2 separate regions of the Gossypium hirsutum genome follow, and region 2 is linked to region 1. The links are chromatin contacts, called in public Hi-C maps. All regions are on one chromosome and are shown on one strand. The core of a region is the stretch at or near the end of the contact, and the rest is flanking DNA. Distances in the headings are between cores, read along the strand shown.

Evidence for each region. Hi-C and Micro-C count contacts between places; a contact is called where the count stands out from the background.
Region 2: a contact with region 1 is called in a Hi-C map of fibers, with 3 times the contacts expected there. The contact joins two enhancer-like sites. A contact is called at or near these places in 2 of 34 Hi-C or Micro-C datasets (fibers and leaf).

Annotation. Positions count from the first base shown.
Region 1 is chrA01:95,303,094-95,310,008 of Gossypium_hirsutum_v2.1, forward strand. It overlaps the pseudogene LOC107917104. Among protein-coding and RNA genes, the nearest start is that of LOC107916900, 18 kb to the left of the region's middle. Within about 2 kb of position 1,643, at least 6 of the 9 cell types and tissues checked have an H3K27ac peak or open chromatin away from gene starts, as enhancers often do. A contact at or near this core is called in fibers, where this site is marked.
Region 2 is chrA01:95,558,581-95,566,029 of Gossypium_hirsutum_v2.1, forward strand. LOC107916626 (ATP-dependent DNA helicase Q-like 5) reads right to left here. Exons shown (of 21, transcript XM_041109657.1): 17 at 7,269-7,293; 18 at 7,067-7,182; 19 at 6,245-6,385; 20 at 6,055-6,116; 21 at 2,698-2,870. The coding sequence ends at 6,298. Among protein-coding and RNA genes, the nearest start is that of LOC107916626, 16 kb to the right of the region's middle. Within about 2 kb of position 3,386, at least 5 of the 9 cell types and tissues checked have an H3K27ac peak or open chromatin away from gene starts, as enhancers often do. A contact at or near this core is called in fibers, where this site is marked.

The DNA.
Region 1 (6,915 bases), core at 393-2,892:
CAAAGCAGGCTTCTGGCTATTAGGAATTCATCCAGAAGATAGAGCAAAAACAGGATTTTGCATTCCTAACAAACATTTTCAATGGAAAGTTATGCCTTTTGGATTGAAAACCGCTCCCTCTTTGTTCCAAAAAGCAATGATAAAAATTTTGAAGCCTTTAATGGAAGTAAATTATTTTTTTTGCATGCTAAATTAACTGACCTAAAACGTAAATTATCTCTTACAAAAATTTAATAGAATTAGAATGTTCATTCAACACCTACATTGAAAACCAAATAGGCATAATAATTTATTTGGCTTTTTAATTTTGATAAAAAGTCGTTTTATTTAATTTTTCATTTTTTAAAGTTATTAAATTTGTTTTATTTATCAAATCATCCCAAAATTGATAATTTTTTTTAAATTTTACTAATGTGACATACACGTGAATTATCACGTCAACAATTAATTAAAATTTTAAATTCAAAAAATTAAAAAAATATAAAAATTATTTTAAAATTAAAATTATTAAAAAATAAAAAATATATATTTTTAATATCTTTAAATTTAAAAAAAAATCATTAATTGTTCATATGACAATCACATTTGGCAACATCAATAAAATTAGCAAACATTTACTTTTCATCTATTTTTAATGTTTTAATAATTGGTGTAAGGAAAAATTAAATAAAACACTAAAATAATTTTTTTTATAAAATTAAAGGATAAAAGAATCATTATGGCAACTAGTGGAAACAAAAATAATGGAAGTCACATACGGAATAACAGCAGCCTCCACGACATCTGGATGACAATTAAGCAAATGCTCCAATTCAGTTGGGGCAACTGTTCCATCAATGCCCAATCTATTACCATTATCTTTTTAAAAAAGCCCTTAAAAGTGAATGAAGAATGATTACACATGATGTGTAACCTGATTTTAAAGAAAAATACAATGTAAAATGATATAAATAGTTCTTACAATCAGCTTATTTGCCATAATTATGGAAAGCTCAAGAAACCAACCTGGTAGCCTTTGTATTTGATCAACTCCTTGATCCTATCAACAAAAAACAGATAGCCTTGATTATTTATATAGCAAAGATTGCCCGTTCTTAACCATCCCTCCCTATCCAAAACAGCAATAGTCGCCTCTTCATCATCAACGTAACCTTAACCACAAATCAAACATATGTAAATTAACCAAGGAATTGAAGACACTAGAGTAAGTATTTGATATCAATGTAACCAAATTCATAATTACCCTTCATTACTTAAGCCCCTCTAACCCAAAGCTCCTATGGTTTCATAGGAGGCAAAGCAGACCGATTTCAGGATCCACCACTTTGGCTTCACAATTTGCCATTAGCTTCCCTGTCGCACCCTCTATTCGGGTTTCATCCGGACCCAATGAGACAAACACTCGCCCTGTTGTCTCAGCCAGCTCGTATGACTTTAAATAATGATAATGAAATCATCGATTAATGAATTAGCAGCCTAATTAAGTAATTGAAAAGGTGTTTAAGTTTTACCTGTGCCAGCTGAACTTTGGGCAATCGATTTTTCAACCTCTCTTTTGTACTTTTACTCAAATGAGCTCCTCCGTAGATGACAACTTCAAGGGAGCTCAAATCATAGCCGTCCATTACCTCAGCATCCCCATCCATAGTTATAACCAAAGGTGGAGCCAGTGCCAACTGGCTAACCCTATACTCTTCGATGACACTGTTCATTTTTCTCATATCAAATCTCCGATTTCCACCCGTTATCACCAAGCACTCCCTCGACGTCATAAGCCTCAAATTGAGCACTACCCCATAAGCGTGAAATAACGGAATCGTACAATAGCCGACCATCTGGATCATCCTCACCGGACGTATCCCTCCAACAATATTGGCTATCCAGTTACGGTGTGTCAGTGCAACTCCTTTAACCGGACCAGTCGTGCCGGATGAGTAGAGAATCGTGGTGACATCTGATTGCTTAACTTCGATTACTGCTCGTTCCTTTTTTTTCCGCGTTGAGTTTCCATTAACGACTCGAATTCAACCGAGTCTATATTAACGATCCCGTGTCTAAGCAAAGGGAGTTTATGAGCTGAATCAGATGAGGCAAAAGCTATTACCAGCTTTGAAAGCCAGATTTGGTGTTGAATCTCGGGAACCTTGGCGGCTGGATTGATGGGAGAGATGACGACGCCTAGAGAGAAGAGAGACAAGTAAAGAATCGAAGTGTAAATATTGTTATGGGAGAAAACAAGAGCACAATCGCCTTTGGAGAGGCCGAATTGGGCGCTGAGTGAGGAGGCTAGATTTTCTAAGAGTAAGATAAGTTCGGGGTACAGGACCCGGCAGCACGTGTTAGCGTCAAGGATTGCGGCAGCGGTGGCAGAGGGTGGAGAGGAGTTAAGGAGGGAGAAGATGAAGTCGGTAAGTGAAACAGGAGCTGGTTCTGGCGGAAGTGGAACGGGAGGTCAGAGGCTATGGAACGTCATTGTTTTAGAGCAGAAGCCGGAGTTAGGATCGATGGCAGTCGCCATTTGAAATTGGAATGGCTTTTTTATTTCGAGATTTTGAAGAAATGGAGCGTCGATAAGCTTATGCTTTTTCGGACATCTAAATCATTTTCGTTATAATAAGATAAAGAAAGCTGAAAGAGAATTAATAATATTTTAGTAAACTATTAAAATAGTTATTTTTAATTGCCTGAAGTTATATTTTAGTTATTTATATTTAAAATGTTATGTTTTAATCATGAGATTTTTTACGTAAATAATATAAAAAATAAAATTAATAACTGAAATGGCGTGCCATGAGATTATTTACCAAAATGGTATGGTTTTACTGGTGCCACCTGTTAAATTGATAGCACCGGTCTGAAATGTAATGATCTAAAGTATTCAGGGACCTTATATGCAAATTTTTCATTTTGAGTGGCTACTGGAAAAAAAGGTAAGAAGGTGCCGCCTGACAGTGTGTTGGCGCTAAACCTTAAATGTGACTAATTGCCTTGTAAACCCTTCTTATATATTATTTTTTTAATCCCCTTCAACTCACTACATTGTGTTTAAACAAGCCCTTAATTTATTTTTTGTAGTTAAACAAGCTATTATCCTATGATTTTTACTCATAAAGGCCCTTTATTTTAATATTAAAGTAAATATATTTTGAGTTTCAAGCTCTTATCTTAATTTCTTATTGATGCAATAAAAATTATATACACTTTAACATCAACATAAAATCAAAAAAAGTAATCAAAAATTTCAAAAGAGTAGTTAAGAATGTCAAGTATATAAGCACTCTCAAGAAATTCTAAAATTTTATTTTTTATTTAATAAACTATTTTCAATAAAATTCACATCAACATAAAAATGCGAATTAGTTTATATTTTTAAAATAATTTTACTTTAATATTAAAATTTAGGACTTTCATGGGTAAAAATCTTAGTTTAAGGGCCTATTTAACTACAAAAATGGTATAAAAGCTTGTTTAAACAAAGTATAATAGTTTAAGCGCTTTTTAGTATATTAACCTTCCATCTATGTTTTCATTGGCTCTAATGCAAGTGCCAGGTTCAACAACATAGAGTCTAGCACGGCTAATATACTAAAAAGCCCTTTAATATGGGTAAAATATATTTACTTTAATATTAAAATAAAGGAATTTTATGAGTAAAAATCATAAGTTAAGGGCTTATTTAACTACAAAAATAGGTTAATCGCTTGTTTAAACACAATGTAGAGTTGAAGGGGAATAAAAGGAAAATAATAAATAAGGAGGGTTTACAAAGCAATTACCACATTTAAGGTTTGGAGTTGACACACTATCAGGCGGCACCCTTTCATCTTATTTTTCTAGCAACCACTCAAAATAAAAAAATTGCATATCAGGTCCCTAAATACTTTAGATAATCACATTTCAGTTTAGTGCCGCCAATTTGACAGGCGACACTAGTAAAACCATACCATTTTGGTAAATAATCTCATGGGCATGCCATTTCAGTTATTAATTTTATTTTTTGTATTATTTAGGTAAAAAGGTCTTTAATCATGTTATCGTATTATAATATTTTAGTCATTGAGCCGTTAATTATCGTTAACAATGTAACAATAAGCTAATCTAACATATTAAACCATCATTTCAAATGAAAATTTTAGGTTAAATTCTACAATCGGTTCCTATATTTTTTTATTTTGAGCAATTTTTTTTCATTTTGTTCTTTTAACTTTCCTTTTTTTTCTTTATTCTTCATTCTCTTTTGCTTCTTTCTTTGTTTTCTTCCATTCTCCATTTCTCTTAATATAATTTTTCTGTGTTTTCCATATGTTAAAACTAGTCCCTAACTTTTTTTTTGAACAATTTAATTTTTTTTATTTCTTTATTTTCATTTTCTTCTTCCCCTTTATTTTTCTCTCTTCTCATATTCTTCATTGCAGAAACATAATCTTTATCCACCAAATAAACCAAGTCCTTATTTCTTTCACATGATTCCTAAATTGAATTTCACTCAAAACTGAATACCAATCATTCTTAATTAAATCTCGACTTGAATATAACCTAAATTTGAAAATAAAATTGGAATTAACTAATCGATATAAAAAACCATATCATTAATCAAATTTAAACATAAATTGAATTTTTTATATTCAATGCAAATTTAAAAGAAAAACTATGTTAAAAGGACCAATGATTACAAGGTCGCGAGGATGGTGCAATTCAATAAAAGTGACTCTTGGAGAAAAACCACTAAGCTTCCTCCTTATCTTAGGTTTATATTTCAAATTTTTCTACCATCTAATGCATAGGCGAGGCTATAGTGAGCTTGCTGGTGGGGTTTTACATTGGGCAATGCCTCCACGAATTGAATTGGGACTGAGGAATAGGATTGTGGGTTTTTGTTATACCTAGCTTTATTTGATAATTTATTTTGATATAACAAATTAAAATGTTTTTAAATAAAAGTTAAAATTGAACAAAATTAGAAAATGATAAAATCGAGTTAAAATGGTTTCAATTGAGTTAAACATTTTCAATCATGTTAAAAGAGTTTTAGAACAAGTTAGTATTGTTCCATGCCAAAAAGTATCGAGTATCAATAATTTTCAAAATATCAATACATTTTCTAAAATTGATGCCAAATTGACATTTTGTTTTCAATCAATTACAAAAACTATCAATACCTTTTACCAAGTATCAATAAATTGTCTTTGGTATCTGTAACATCCCCAAAAATTTTTAGAGTCTTGAACAGTGATAAAGATATAATAAATTAGTCCAAATTTTGAGAAAGTCAAAAATTGGAAATTTAAAGAGTTATGAGATAGAAAAGATAGGTACATAAGATATTTGGGAAAGTATAAATATTAATATGATTTTTCGGGAACCAATTAAATTAACGGAAGGTATTAGGACAAGGTTAGAAAATTAGAAATTAAATTGATGAAAAAGGAGGAGGGACTAGAGGTGAAAATATACCGAAAGGAAACATGACACATGGGTGGTATTATAGAATAAATGAAAGAGTAAAATGGTAATGAAAAACTAATGGCTTAATTGTAATTAAGTGGAAAGGGCAAGATGATAAATAACATAAAAAGATATTTTTGTATAGATAAATTGACGGAGAAGTCTAGAAAAATGGAGAAAGAAAAGGATAAAAAGCTTATAAAAGCCATCAATCATGGTGCTTCACTAAATACAAATCAATTAATCTAGTTTTTCCTAGATTTCTTCATGATTTGTGAGTGAAATCAATGGAGAGGAATAATAATTACATTAATTTCATGAGAAGACATTCATGAGAGTTTTGGAGGAGTGAGAAAATACAGATTAGACTTGAATGTAAGTGTTTGAGGTAATAACTATCAACTTCTCTTTTAATACATGTTAGTTTTGATTAGAAAACATGAATTGTGATATGTGAACATGATTTTTATATGAAAATAGTGTATTTTGATATGGAAAAATGAAGAAAAAGTGAAGGAAGTTGATAAACAAATAGAGAAATAAAGCAAGGAAGTGGACAAAGGGAAGAGGAGAAGAAAGTTGATTTCAAGCCTAAAGTTGTAAGTACAACTAGAATCTTATTTGTTTTGATTATAAAATTAATTGCTAGAATGAATATAATTTTAATATGATATTTAATTACAAAATTATATGTTGAATAAGTGAATAATAAGGCTTGATAATGATTAAATATAATAAATAATGAATTGATTGTATTTATTAAGTAATATGTGATAAAGAAATTAAAAGAAATGTGAGAAAATATTTAGAGTGCATAAAAAAAGATTAAATTGTATAGGATGTAAAAGTTGAAGGAACTATATATTTATGTAAGTAAATGTGATGAGAAATATGTGAAATAATGATATGTGAAACAATGTACATATGTTTGATGAAAAAAATGAAAGACAAGGATTAGTATGTTTAAAGCGTAAAATAACATGTAAAAAGAATTAATAAAGATTAGTAATGAATTATGGAAATTATATTAATTGGTGAAACATGTTACATGTATTAAAATGAATTGTAAATTCTATTTGTGAATTTGATGCGTCAAGGACAAAATTTAGAAATAAAAAAAAATAAAAATGACATGTGAATGTCTTAAGAAATTGTGGTGGAATATGGAAATTAAATAGAGAAACGAAATATGTTATATACGAAATTGAAAGAAAAAGATATTGTTACATGAAATGTTATGATGAGGTCTAATGTAAAGTAAGTAAAAGTGATAGGTGATGTAACACCCCTTGCCCGTCCCCATCACCGAATTAGGGTTATAGAGTATTACAGTACAATTTAGGACATATAACTTCAAACAGAATCACACATAAAAATTAAATGGTAACAATCAATAATTCATTTAAATCCATGCTAAAATACACTTACGAGTCTTAAACCGAGCCTACGAGACCTTAAAAATAATTTAGG
Region 2 (7,449 bases), core at 2,136-4,635, 260 kb after region 1:
GTTCACCTCCAGTTCAAGTTAGCTCCCATGCAGCTCAACACCAGTTTATTAGCTCGGATTCAGCTCATCCCAGTTCCACAGCTCGGGACCAGCTCATTATCAGTTCACCAGTCTAAGCCCAGCTCGGGTTTAGCTCATGAATTAAACATCAGCTCGTGGAGTTCACTTTGACTTTATTTGACTATTATTGACTTTTTATTTAATAAGTTCAATAATTAGTTAATTAATATCCCACATATTAAATTTAGTTCACATTAGTTTTATTAAATATGTCTTAAAAGTGTTTATTGATGATAATTAAATTTGTCATAACCGAATTTAATGTTGATATTTTGTTCACATTAGCTTGAATTAATTCTGTTCACATTTCTTGTAGGAACACAATGGACTTGAATCTCCTAGGTGCATGTTCGGCTAAGTGCATGTATGATCACATTCAATGTTTTCAAGGTTCATGAATGTTTCCATTCATGTATGGTGTGCTATCTCTTCATTTTTCAAGGTGACCATTCGGCCAAAGGACACCCTCACATGCATGAAGATAGCTTGGCCGATTAGCTTCCCCATGAATATCCTTAATTCGTTTCACATCTATGTTCACATGGCAAGACTTTTCGGCTCATCTTTTTCACACTAGAAGACTCTTCAACATTCGTTTTTCACACATATGTTGGCCCTTGGAGTATCCACAATTAATTCATAATTTTTGGCCAAACATTGCTTCATTTAACAAGGTTGGCCAAACCTTACAAGTGACCATTGGACATCATGCACTCATTTTGTTTTTCTTAAGCATGAAGGTGCATTCATCCACCATTCCCATAGCCAAATCTAGTCATGCACATTAAGAGTTAATGTTTCTAGAATTTTCTTTTAATTAAATTGTAGTATGAAAGGCCAATCGGCTACCTAGACTTTAGGCCTATAAATACTTGTTCATTTTCGATGTAAAGGGACTTTTGAAACTTTGTTAATGTTATGCTGCCGAAATTATGAGGCAAACTTTTCTTATATTTCGTTCAAAGATTCGATTGGCGTTCCTAGCGTTCTAGTTGTGTCAACCGTGTTCTTTGTCGAACCTGAACTTATCACTATCCGTAGTGTGGCGTTCAACATACCGAGGTTCCTATCTTGTTGGATAGTGGGTCGAGGTTCCCTTTTCCAAACCTAAACCGAACAAAAATAAAGCGCATATAAATAACGAGTCGATACCAAATCGGTATTGGTTCTTGTTTGCATTCTTTGATCGATCCCATTTCTTTCTTAACCCAAACATACCAAAAATCGACCATGTCGTGCCATTACATCTAAACCATTTCTTTCAGACACCTTTCTTCTCAACCCCGACTTCTGTTTTTAAAAATTTCTAAACTAAGTTAACGTTACTTCTCGTAGACGATCGGGCATTTCACATACGACTCGACTCACCTCGAGACGGATCGTATCAAAATCTTACAGTCAAATATTACACACGGGATGGGAATAGAAAGAAATAAACATTTAGCGAAACGGGGTTTATCCACCTCGCTTTCTCTCAAGTGGCTGACATTACATCAGTTCAATGTCCTCACTCCATTATTGTAACTTGGAAATCCGAGCTTTGCCAAGACTAATACGACAGCTGAAGTTTCAGTCACCAAATCTGCATATTGAAAATCTTGTTCAAAAAGTTGAGGCTACATCTATTATTTTGATGCTCTCTAATAAATCCATTACAAATTAACTTATGGCTAGAACCTTTGATAACTGGTTGCAGGATTTTACTTGAGCCATTCTATAACATTATACTTTTGCATATTTACAGCGAAAGCCACGGTTGGCATAAGCATTGTGAGTAGTACAGAATGAAATATCAAAAAAATTTATGAATAATTTTAAATATTATATAAAAACTATCTTCTAAATTTCTTAGGAATGTTTCAAATGACTTTGTTGTCTATCATGCCACACCAAACTTTATGGCGATGCCTGTAGTACCTGATAAAGCAAACTTTCCTATTTTCAAACCTATTATTTAGTTTATGAATGAATGCACTTTATTTGACAAAAAATAAGAATTTAAAAGAACGATATTCTCTTAAACTAATGAAATCGATCTTAACCTTAGTTAATGGTATATAAAACTTAAATTTCTTTTAATTACTTCCTTTGGATAAAAAAGTTTTAGAAAAAATTGAAAATTTTGCTTGACACAAAATATAAAATTAATTAATTACAAAGATTAAATATGAGTTATTTGAATTGATTTTGTTTAAAATAATTTTAAAACATAAAATAAATTTTAAAATTTAAGAGAATAATTTAATTAATTTTAATATTATAATAACAAATTGATTAACACTATCTAATAAAAAATTTTCAATAATTTACTTAATTAATTTTCATACTTTGAAATTTAGAATTTCAATATTAAAAAGAAAAATAAAATTTTAAAACCTCCAACAAGAGAATAAACAAGTGCAATTTAACAATTTACAATGCATCATTTTAATTTCTACCTTTCACTTTAATCTTTAGTGTTTTTTACCCAAATTAATATTTTTTTTAAAAATGGATGACCAAAATGAAAATGTCATAAAGTTGAGTGACTAACTAGACTAATTTACCCAACAAAAAGTTACTAATAATTCCATGCAAAGCACTGAGTTTAATTATTATATGCTGGATATTATCCAGATTCCTTTCCATTCATTTATTATATTCAGAGGCCTGTTAAGGAATTTTTTCATAGATGCATATAAATCCTAATAAAAATAAAGAAATAAAACCAACTATTACGACTTCAGCTCCCTCCTCCAACAGTATCCATCCTCTCATAAAGGGAGAAGTGCCAAGTAAATAACTGTAAACCTTTCCTCAACCTTAGCAGGCTGCAGATAACAGAAGATTGAAAATTCAAATGTCAAATTAGATTATTTCCTGTAATAATGGATAATTAAATGCAGAACTACTATCAGTTTTGAATATCTAATATTTCATCCTAATAATTTCACTATCATTTCAGTGAATTGGGTCTCTCCTTTTTCTTTTAAGTTGTGTTTGTTTAACATTTTCCAATATTTGTTTAGCTGAAAATAATTTCCCACTGTAACACCTTTTACAAAACACGGGAAAAAAATATTTCTTTTAAGAAAATGTTTTACAGATTTTATTTTGGTAGGAAGTTTTCCAAAGTTTTTCCCTTTACCACTAAACTTAACTTGAAGCCTCTTCCCCTTCCCCCTTCCCCCATCCTTGTCACTCTAATCTACTCATTGCCGTCAGCCAGCAACGATTTCACAAATACAAAGTACCAAAACAAAAGAGTGAAGAAAGAGACTAAACAACCCCTCTTCTCAGACTCTGTCTCCGACCTTGCAATAGCTGAACAATCACCACTAACCCCCTTCCCAGAATGTTGTGTCGAGCATCAATGCTATTGGCCCGTCGACCCATTTTGGTAGCAAGGGCTCAACCCTTCTCCACTGATCTGCCAGTGGCTCCCTCTGTGGATGCCACATTCAAGGAGGCGTGGACTAAAGTGATCCCCAATATAAACCCTCCTAAAACTCCTCTCTTTTATACAACCTCGTCCTCCCACTCTTTTCTCCATCCCTTCCAAACTCACTATTAATTTCGTCCTTCCTTAGGCTTCTGAGTTGACTGCCAAAGAGGTAACATTTGGGTTTTTTTTTTTTAAATTCTATTTGGGATATTTCTGATTTGTCTTCAATTTTGTTTTCTAGGATTAGGATTGTGGAAATGAATATTTTCATGCTATTCTCCGGTACATGGCAAAATGTCAAAATATTTATTTTTGCTAAAATTATGTTAGTTGTTTTTTTCGATAGAATGCAATGCCAATTACTTTTATTTTGTCTTATCTGTTTGTAATGGTGATGATCTGAATGGGTCTCTAATTGTATGGTGTTATTGTTCATTTCAAACGTTTGCCCTATACAACTCTTATTGGTGAATTTATCCAATAATGATACCATTCAATGCAATCTTTAAATTGGGTTACAAATTTTAAAACAAAATTAAATTCCCTAAAAGACAAGACAACCAATTGTGGTATTGCACTGCAATTTAGAGTATATTCGTATTACCTTTGCTGATTTTCATATTCAGAAGCTAATTATAGGATATCTGTTAGCTACAGCTCTTTTATCCCAAAAGAAATGTCTGTTTTCATATTTGTTGTCTACTTCTTGTCAATGCCAATTCTGCTACTCCTTTTAAATGAAAAAGTTAATGGCCATATTAGGCTTATTTGATTGTGAGGTCGTTGGGAATGCACTTAAAAATATAGTGACACTGATAACTAGTGTCCTTAAAATCCTTGAGTAGACAAATAAAAAGTGAGGGTTGTATTTTTATTAACATTTGCTATCCTACTTTACTTCATGCACTTCCACGCCTTGCTGTCATGATATTTCTAAGCATTCACTCGAATACTTAGAGCATTTATTTTAGAAAATTGGATTTGCTTATATAAAACTCATCTGTTCGAATTTTAATTCCACAGTATTCCTTATTATGCTATATATATTTTTATTTAATTTTCAAAAGCATTTACCTTGCTCTGAATTTTGGACATTGAATGGAACCTCATAATTTTGCACAAAGATAATTAATTTTAGCTCATGGGCATAGATTAGTAATGAAGGAAAAGATGTAATTCTAAAGGATTGCACCTAACTACCAAAACTACTATCTATCTATCACTTATATTTGTTCCTTGATGGATGATAATAATACTGATACTTGATCAAGTTTGCTAATCCTTGCTATGATTTGATTCCACTATTCAAATATTTTTCTTCCATTATGTCTTTATTTCTTTTAATAGGTTCCAACACCAAAGGCCATTAAGAAATCTCCTATTATTCTCAAAATGTAATTCTTCCTTTTAAATGGGTCACTCAAGTGACAAAGTTAACTACTGATTTTTTTTTTTTTATTTTTGCATAAATACCACTTTTTATTTATAAGGGGAAAGAGGTAAGAGATTAATTCAAAGATCAAACTTGAGACTAATGTCAACTGAAGACTCTGTTTATTTATGTTCTACTCTTTTTGTTTTGGTATGGGTTTCCCTATGAAAATTTAAATAAAAATGCAACTTTTCATGGTGCCTTTGCCAAGCAAGAAAAACGTAGTGTATGAAGAAGAATAATAGATAATATAATCTTTTATGAATTAGCTCAGTTATTATCAGCTTGTTGTGTTACTAGGAATATGTTACTCCATTGGTAATTAATAATTTACTAGGATAAAATATTTAAAAGTGGAGATGTTTTGATTTGTAGAGTTTAGTTACTGCAGATGTTACAAATATGATACTGTGATTCCAAGATTTTGAGTATTGTTGTATGAAAAATGAATATTTATAAATAAATCATTGCAATATATATAAAAATACTGTAAAATATAAATTTAATAGATATAAAATAAGCTCAATTAAACAATAAAAAAAATTTTCTCGAATGTATGTTTAATTTAAAACAGATTTTATAAAATATTTTCAAGAAATCTGTCAAACAACAGAAAATATTTTTATACAGATTCATCCAAACACCAGAAAATATTAACTTTTCCAAAAAAGTTATTTTTTAGAAATCATTTTCAGTCAAACAAACAAACCCTAAGTTTAAAATTTACTATCAATTCATCGTTGTTGTAACTTGGAAGACAACAATGGGCGGAAATGTCATAGACCATAAAAGGGAAAGGATCACTCATGAGTTATGTCCATTCTTGGAGCCAAATAAAATAGGCTAAATTGCAAATAGTAAACATGCTGACCATCATGCATGAAAAATTGCAAATGGCATTGCCTCCCGTAAATGTTATGCAGGGAGCAAAGGGACAAGTTCATCATGCCGCATGCTTGTTTGCAATATAGTAACTATTTGCATTCCTAGTATCCTTTGGAAGTTCAAAGCCTTAATTCATTTTAATTATGCAGCTGTTCCTTGACCTGAATTTGGTTTTTCGAATGTAAACATAAAGAAAAGATCACTAGAAAAAACCTTCTTAAGTTCCGAAATGGAGAAAGGTGAAGAAGTTTACCTGTCATATAAATTACACATGCGACTGCATTTTTATCATGTTTTCTCTACTCTGCAAACCAACTTCTAGACCGCCAAAGCATAGTCAAAAAGAAGTATCAAAATCATCGATAAATGAGAAATGATATTTAACTCACAAAAATAGCTGGACAAATGTATATATTGGGGGGGGTGAAGGAAGGCATCAGTACCTTGATATGGCTCTCAAATAAAGTTGCTTGCATATCGTCCATGAGGCAAAGATCTAAGGTGCATCTTTCCCAACAAAATTCATGAGTTCTGCCTTTGCTGCATTCATTACCGCCTTGAAATCTATTTGTATATACCTTCCCCTGCAACTCAGCATCAGAATAATCAGCTCTCTCCTTTCATGAAAAAGATTATAGAACCATGGCTATGTGGTGATGAAGCACACTGTCAAAGCAAAAGGCTAAAGGGCAGTACAATGACAATGATTATCCTTGGACTTCGTCTCAAATGTAAAGTTCAATAAAGCCCTGAATTTAGTCAACATTATGCAACATTTGATCCAGTACAGTTCATTCTTGCACCACCTGGCTATTCCAAAACTTAATAGGATTATCACGCAGGATGCCAGGAAAAATGTGAAACAAATGTACTAATTTTTTTATGTAGTTTCTAAAGATCTCTTAAAAACCTTTGGGAAAGACATCTAGGAAAAAAAAGAGAACATTCTTTTCATGGGTATTACAAGTCATGTGGCCTACTTGGTAGAAAATATGGCCCAAGAATTTCTAGACAACTGACAAGCTATCATATGACCAATTAAATCTTACATTATACTGAGACAAAAAACTTGCAACTGCTCTTGATGTTAACAATTCCTATGTATGAGCATTATAATTAAAACAAAATAATAAAAATATAAGATATTATGATTTGCTCAAGATGTTAAACTGGATTGCTCAATGGATGCTTGACATTCACCAGCAAGTAATGGTGTTAACTCCCTCCAAATATGACAAACAAACCAAGGGAAATATAGAAGATACCAGAAATGAGTTCTTGACCAAATTGAAGAAGGATACGCTGGGCTTCCAATTCCATGCATTATCCTTGCAATAGCTCTTGGAGTAAACTTGACATTTGAGTTGCTCTGCAGAAAGACCTGTTTGACCAAAACAGACGAAATGTTGTAGAACTACCAAACATGAGTATCTTGATACAGAATTGCATTGTCTGTATAAATCTCACCTTTATATCTGCTCGAAGAAAAGGGCTGCAAACAAACATGATAGTTCTATCATTATGGTGATATACAAATAAAAAAGAGAGAAAGGAATAGATGATTTATTCAGCATGAAAAACTCAAATAGATAAAATAGAAGTGTGAACAGGACATTATTCATATAGATTTAAATTAGAACTCAAAGAC